Linked DNA regions of Mus musculus: region 1 is linked to region 2. A link is a contact called in public Hi-C data. All regions are on one chromosome and are shown on one strand. The core of a region is the stretch at or near the end of the contact, and the rest is flanking DNA. Distances in the headings are between cores, read along the strand shown.

What was found. Hi-C and Micro-C count contacts between places; a contact is called where the count stands out from the background.
Region 1: a Hi-C map of myocytes shows a contact between it and region 2, with 2.0 times the contacts expected there. The contact joins two enhancer-like sites. A contact is called at or near these places in 2 of 484 Hi-C or Micro-C datasets (embryonic stem cells and myocytes) and 1 of 9 other capture datasets (pancreatic islet).

The regions. Positions count from the first base shown.
Region 1 is chr11:5,174,633-5,178,321 of GRCm38.p6, reverse strand. No RefSeq gene overlaps it. Among named protein-coding and RNA genes, the nearest start is that of Emid1, 24 kb to the right of the region's middle. Within about 2 kb of position 1,546, at least 88 of the 459 cell types and tissues checked have an H3K27ac peak or open chromatin away from gene starts, as enhancers often do. A contact at or near this core is called in myocytes, where this site is marked.
Region 2 is chr11:5,014,324-5,018,223 of GRCm38.p6, reverse strand. Ap1b1 (adaptor protein complex AP-1, beta 1 subunit) reads right to left here. Exons shown (of 21, transcript NM_007454.3): 4 at 2,483-2,618; 5 at 1,373-1,618; 6 at 18-208. Among named protein-coding and RNA genes, the nearest start is that of Ap1b1, 29 kb to the right of the region's middle. Within about 2 kb of position 1,768, at least 49 of the 459 cell types and tissues checked have an H3K27ac peak or open chromatin away from gene starts, as enhancers often do. A contact at or near this core is called in myocytes, where this site is marked.

The DNA.
Region 1 (3,689 bases), core at 297-2,796, 160 kb before region 2:
TGGGAAGTGGGGGCAGGGGGGGATGCAAACCTATGGACCGGGAGCTCTTAGGGAGCGAGGACTTGGGGCTGCAGCTCATAGGGCTGGCCGTCCCAGGTATATGGCGTTTGCAGGGTCCTGTGCTCCTGATTTGGCTCTGGCTGTTGGCCTCCTGAGAGTCTTCATTATTTTTCCAAGAAGAGACTCTATATTTTCATTTTGCACTGTGGTGCCCACAAATTATAGTCAGTCCTGAGTCCAGAGACTCTGCTGCTGAGGCTAAACACTTTGCCCATCTATGTCTAGCACATACTACATAGATATTTGTGTGCACACCAAACATGTGTATACCCACCATACGTGCATATAGTCCCCGGTACCAGCATACCCTTTCAGACTTCTCCCTCCAAGACCTTTTTAATGATTTATTTATTTACTTCTTTGTGCACTGGTGTTTTGCCTGTATGTATATCTGTTTGAGGGTGTCAGATCCCCTGGAACTGGAGTTATAGGCAGTTGTGAGCTGCCCTGTAAGTGCTGGGAACTGAACCTGGGTCCTCTGGAAGAGCAGCCAGTGCTCTTAACCATCTCCCAGCTCCTACATGGTTCATTTTACCTATAAATATTTACTGAACATCATATGACTGATATGATAGGATATATGATAGTGTTGATGGCAAGGAATACTGGGACAGACAATGGCCTCTGCTTTGTGGAGCCTGAGGCCATGTACCCTGGCCAGGCTGGCCTTCTGGAAGTTACCTGTCTCCTTGTACCAGCTGTAGGCCACTGAGCGCGGAGGACTCCCGCCTGACCTGGCACCTAGCTCAGTTCACCAGAAGCCTACCCAGGGCGTTGGCCATTGGCTCGGTTGGGAATATTCTAGAGGATCCAGTGAGTCTTAGGCGACACAGAAGTTATAGACGCCCATCCTTTCTCAGCCGTGATGAGATGAACCTTTCAGAGATCAAGAGACCACGATCAAAGGGTTTTTATGTCAGTCTTTCCTTCCTGCCTCAGGCTGTGGTAAGCGGCTGTGATGCGCACATCCTGCTTCCTGCCTCTGCTGGCAGCCAGAATCTCTTCTTTAGGGTTGTTTTTTTTTTTTTAAACCACACTAGAGATCATGCCAGGGCCAAGGCAAGAGCTCTACCCTAGCACGTGTTTGTTTGTTTGTTTGTTTGTTTGTGAGGTAGCCTCAAACTCTCCACCTTCTATCTCAGCCTCCAGTATGCTGTGCTTAGAAGTCTGCACACTCAGAGACTCAGAGACTCTGCAGCGCTCAGCCTGAGCCTGGGGCCTTGGGGTGCTCTACCATCGAAGAGTCCCAGGCCTATTCCAGTGTAAACTCACGGGCCTCCAGCCTCAGTGGAATTTCCTAGTGGAATTGCTGTCTTTGTCACCAGTTTGACTCAGCAGCCAGATTTTAAGCCCCGGCCATTGAAAACTCTGCAGTAACGTACCTCAGCTGGTCTTAGGCACTGCCCAGAAAGTATGGCCGACAAAACAGCCCAGCTGTTTGAACAAAAGAAGCTGGTGACATCAGAGTGCCAGGTGGAGCTGCCTTCTCCTCAGACTGAAAGCATGTTCTCATGACGGCCTGTCACAGCTACCCCCTCACTTGAGGCAGGACTGAGTTATGCCCTTCTGGTCTCGGGGACCTGTGAGGTGAATTCTGCTCTGTTTCTCAACAAAACAGCATACAAGTCTACAGAATCGACTCAGTGGGTGTGTGCCTAGGTCCACACAGCATGAGGACCCGAGTTCAGATCTCCAGCATCCAGGTTAAAAAGCCAGGTGTGGTGGCGTGTACCTGCAGTCTAAGTGCTGGGACAACACTGGCCAGCCAGCTTAGCCAAATCAGTACCTCTGAGTTCAGTGAGAGACCCTGCTCAAAAACTAAGGTGCAGAGTGGGTAAGGGAGACACTTGACTTCAACCACTGGCCTACACAGACAGACAGACAGACAGGCAGAGACAGACACACAGACATACAGAGACAGAAAGAGATAGACAGATACACACAGACAGACACACAGATACACAATATACACAGACACACGACAGACACATAGAGAGTAAGTCAGAAAGACAGACACATACAGAAACATAGACACACAAGACACACACAGACACACAGAGACAGAGACAGAAAGACAGACAGATATACAGACAGACAGACAGACAGACAGACAGACACACAAACCACAACAAGAAACCACAAAAACCCAGAAAGTATGGGTTTCTGAACACAGTGACAGGTGGCTGGAGGGCTCCCCATGGGCGCTGGCCCTGACTCCCATGTGATTCAGCCCTGGAAGGCCATGGGAAGCCATGAGTGCTCTGTGTGGATCTGTGGCCACAGTTGTCTAATACCGTGGTTGGGATCTGTCACTGAGTGATGTCAAAGGTTCTAGGCTCAGGGTAGACTCTGGCTTTCCCAGAACCAGCAGCTATGTTGGTCTGCTGTTTCTTAGTCTTTGAAACTCTGTCACTCCTGAGAGAATTCATAGTATAGATTTAAGCATCCCTGGAGTCTCTCGCTGGACACCACCTCAGCTGTCACATCTTTGGTTATGTCAGTCAAGGGCCTTTGGCACTGGGAGCTGCCTATGCACCCAGCTCCTTCAAGGATGCCAGGTGGAGCCTGCTCCTGCTGTGAAGGCCTCAGGCCTTTCAGAGGACACACTGGGACTCGGAGGAGGACCACATTTGTACACCAGGTCTGAAAGAGTCTTTCTGATCACATGAGTTCCTGAATAACAGGTCCAAGTGACTGCACATCTTGGTTACACTCCAGAAAGACTGCCACTGCTGTCACAGCTAGAGATGGCCCACCTTCATGTCACAGGCATCCATATATACCCTGAGCAAGCACCCCACCTCGACCACTGCTTCCAGGATAGATGGCTCATGCCTCATGGGGGCTGGTGCTGGACATGTGTAACGGGCACCTCTTTGGTCCTTTGGCTCCAGTTGGCCCACAGACACAGGGTGTTAGCCAGGGTGTGATGCTGTGGTGGCCACATGAGGAAAATGATGGAGAGTGACGGTCTCAGTCCCTGGCTGCTGTGGCAAAACATCACGGTGCCAGCACGTGGCAGATCAGTGCTGCCCACATACTGGCCGGGAAGCAGATGAGGAGAGGGAGGAACCAGGCCCAGGCATACCCTCCAGGGCATGCTGACCGTGACCTACTTCCTAGCTCTACTGCCTCGCCATAAGGCCTTACACCAGCATCACACAACCACCGATGGATTAGCCCACTGCCTAAGTCAATGCCCTCAAGGTTTTACTGCCTCTGGGTGACATTGCCAACTGAAGACCAACCTCAGCATGTGGCCTTTCGATGGGCATTGTGTATCCCAGCCTAACAGGCTCGCTGCAACCACTCTCTGAATTCCTACCACTGCCAAGGCCCGGTCGACGCCATCTCCTGCAGAGGGACATCCACCACATCGCTTCTCCCTCTCCTTGCCTTTCTGAGCCCTGCAGACTTGACAGCCCCTCCTGTTGACAGCTTCCCAGTGCTTCTGTAGCAACGGGACCCTCCCAGGCCCGTTCATAGTAACAATCAATCAGGTTGAGGGATACAGCTCCTCGTAGGGACCTCACCTAGCACGTGCAAGGCCTGAGTTAGATCCCCCATGTGGCCAAACAGCCCTCATTAGAAACTCCCAGCCCTGCATAGCCTGCCTGTGTCTGAGGTCC
Region 2 (3,900 bases), core at 519-3,018:
GGGGTTGGTCTGCTCACCTCTGGGCCTCACGGTCATCCTTGGGCATGTAGTTGGCCAGACAGTCCAGAATGAAGATCTGGCCCCATTCAGTGCACTCATTAAGGGCTGTCAGCAGCTTGTTGATAGACTGTGGGTTCAAGTCAAGCAGGTTGCTACTGGGGTGAGACTCAGCGATCTCTGACAGGGCAGCCACTGCATTCGCTACCACCTGGATGAGAAGGTAGAAGGGTAGAGGCTGAAGGTACTGCTCAAGTCAGGGAGCACAGAGGCTAGTGACACTAGCAGATCAAGATGGGATGTTCTGTAAGGACTATGGTATGACCCTACTGGTAGGTTCTAGAGCCCCAAGAAAGTCTGGCCTATGACAAGCACTCACCCTACGGACCCCTCTGTAAAGCAAAACTAAAATTAGTACACCTGCCATTGAAAAGAAGTGGGGAAAGTAGCCCAAGTCCAGGGACCTCGCATTTTAAGACAATGCCTGTTAGCAACCCAACTTCCCTCTACTGGCCAGAGTGCTCATTGCAGTGGTTGTCAGCCGTGCTTCTCCGAGACAGAAGAATCCTGCACATCTCGTCAAGGCTGCTGGTAGTGGATGTGGGCTATAGAGGGGTTTACTAAATGTTTCGGCCAGGACAACTCCTTTTCTGTACAGTCTACAATGTTTTCATCTTTCCTCTCTGACACAGTGGTCTAGTTAGCTGTCTTTAATCTATGAGCAATCGGTGTTTCTGTTGGATACAGAGTGGGAGCAGTGCCCAGTGTTTTAAATATTCATTTTTTTTCTTACATAGTTTTCAATTTTTAGAAAAATCTTGTTATGCATCAATGATTTGCCTTTAACTCTCAATCATCCTGCCTCAGCCGTCTGATTGCTGGGATTACAGATCCTCACAATCTTCACTGCAACCCCTGCCATCACAGTGAGTGAGGGGATTGGGTTCCCACCTAATACATCCTGGTGTCCTGTCTTCTGCACTGTAGGAAGAGGACTACGGGCCTGGAGATGACAGGAGGTCTTGGTTAGGAGTTACTGACATGACAGTAACTGGAAAGCGATAGACTGACTGTAGTCACTGCTTGCCAGATCAGGCCAGCTCAGGTTAGGTATGTGACCTCCCAAAATCTAATGATGAGACAAACAGGGCTCTGAAAGATTAGGGAGCTGTCCTAAATGTAGCTAGTTTGAGAGGCTCACAGGAAATCCAGGCCTAGTTCCCTGCAAACCACCACAAGGAAGAATCACAATTAGATATTCAGCAAGGCTCTAACTTCTAAGGTGGAAAGCTAGGTGAAGGGCCAACCCAGGTTGTCTTCTCAGGCAATCCAGGAGGAGTCTGTGGAGGCATCACAATGACTGCTAGCAACTCACCATGGGGTTAGAGTCTGAGATGAGGTCTTTAAGCGTGTCCAGGAAGCCCTGGTCTTCTACCAGCTGGGCATTGATGTCATGGAGCTTGGCCACACACACAGCCGCTGTCTTGCGCACATATGGGTCTTCATCCTTCAGGCACTTCCGGAGTGGTTCACACAAGTACTCTGTAATCTTGTCAACTCGGATGCAGCCCATAGTCCTCACAGCCAGGGCCCGGATGAGAGGATTGGGGTCCTCACAGTCCTGAGGAGAACCAGTCATTGGCCAGGGGCAGGGGCAGAGGCGGGATGAGTCACCTGTGGCTTCCTATTCTTCCTGGCCTCCAGCTCTGTGCAACATCAGCTGCTGTGGGATCTCCACTGACCATAGTCAACAATAGTCAAAGCAAATGCCACAGAATGGATGCCAAGCATTTGTCACATCCTGTGTGAGAGGCTCTACACACTTTCTCTGCTCTTCCTAAGGCCATTTCCCAACCAAGGAAGGCGGGGCTTTGGAGGTTATGGGCTCACCCAGTCAGAGCAGAGTAGCAATCCGAACCTCAATGCTCTTAGCACCATAGTCTTTTCTTTTTGAGACAGGACCTTGGCATGTTGCTCACTATATAGCCTAGCTACGACCTACTGTCATAGTGATTCTCCTTCCTTAGTCTGCCAAGTGCTGGCATGATAGGCACATATAGCCACAGAAACCCCTAAGTTTCCTGTATGCGAGCATCAGTGGGCTAGGAGTCAATGTCCAAGTTCATGCTTTGCTCCTCATCTGGTAACAGAAAACATAGAAAGGAGTCATATGGAAAGGGAACAGAGCTGCTCTTGGATGCCTGCTGAAGTCTGTGCTGGCAGTAGGCACAGGGAATGACTGCCCAGCCCAGGAGAATGAGAGGCCAGTAGGCCTGGTGCCACCTCACAGGGGGTGAATGAGGCATAGTCTGTGGTTCTGGAGAGAGAGGGAGCCCTCTGCTGGAGGAAGATGCCCTCAGCCTGAACAGGAAGCCTATAGTCTGCAATTGAGCCCAAGTGCCAAGCACTCCAAAAAGACGGGGACATGAGAGAGTGAGCAGCCCTCTCTCACCCCTGTCCCCACTTCCACTGGGTTTCTACTCGCCTTCACAAAGGTGTTGACAGCCATAATGGCCATGTCAGGCTGACTCTTGGCATAGTTCATCAAGTACAGGTACACCAGCTTCTTTAGCTCCAGGTTGTCTGTCTGCATGCAGTTCACCACATCAGGGAAGAGAGCACTGCAAAATCAAAGTAGCATCAGAAGTGGGTGAAGACTGAGAAAAGAGGGCTTTTCAGGCAGCATGGGAGGGAAGGGATGACAGGGAGAAGCAGGGGACAGGTTTCTTCATTTGTTTGTTTTCTTTTTGTTTTTATATATATGTAAGTACACTGTAGCTGTCTTCAGACACTCCAGAAGAGGGCATCAGATTTTGTTACGGATGGTTGTGAGCCACCATGTGGTTGCTGGGATTTGAACTCAGGACCTTTGGAAGAGCAGTCAATGCTCTTATCCGCTGAGCCATCTCTCCAGCCCCAGGTTTCTTCATTTGTAAAGAAGGTGCAATAGTAGGTTGACTTTGGCTGGGGCTGGGACTTAATGGTAGAGCACTTGCCTAGCACATACAAAGTACAGGGTTCAATTCCCAGTACTCCTCCCTACCTTCTGAAACCCACTTTTCCAGGCCCTTGTGATACTTAAAAAAGAGAGCATTCCTGAAGCTTCTGGTCTTTGCTGCATTACTAAGTCTTTTTCCATTCCTAACACTTCATTGATCCCTTATATTGAGTTGCTGGCTCCAGAGCATCTCAGGGAAGCAGGGCTGAAGGGACAGGTTTGGCATCCACTAAGAACCAGCAAGGTATATGGTGCATATGCTGTGTGCCAGGCTTGGTGCTAAGGGTTAGACATACTTCATCTCATTGAACAGTCTCAGGAGGCCAGGAGCATGTTCCCAATTCATTACTCTGAGAATAAGAAATCTTAAACAGTGGTGGTGGTGGTGGTGGTGGTGGTGGTGCGTGCATTAAGTTATTTTATTAATCTAACACTGACCAGGCAGAGGCAGGTGGATCTTGGAGTTTGAGGCTAGCCTGGTCTACAGAGTTCCAGGCCAGTCAGGGCTACACAAAGAAGCTCTGTTTTCAACCTGCATGCCCACCTCCCAAATAACATGAAGAGCCAGCTCTATGACTGTTGCTGTTCTTGACAGTACTCTTCCCTATAGGGTACCAGAGTGGTCACTGCAGAGTAGAGGCCCTGAGATGTGAAATGCAAACATCGGTTTTCTGGAATCTGAGCCATCATCCTGTCTCAATTCTTGGGCTTTCATTGCCAAGAACAAGGAAGCATAGAACATGAAGGGGGCACCCAATAGGCCAGGTTCCCTCAGAGCTGCAATGGACAAAGTCACCTGGAAAGATGGCACAGCAGAACAGAGCCACTGTGGAGAGGAAGAGGAAGTGAAGAGCCTGAATGGCTCTAGCAGGTGTCATGAGCAAAGCGAGCTCTGTTAGGAAGTG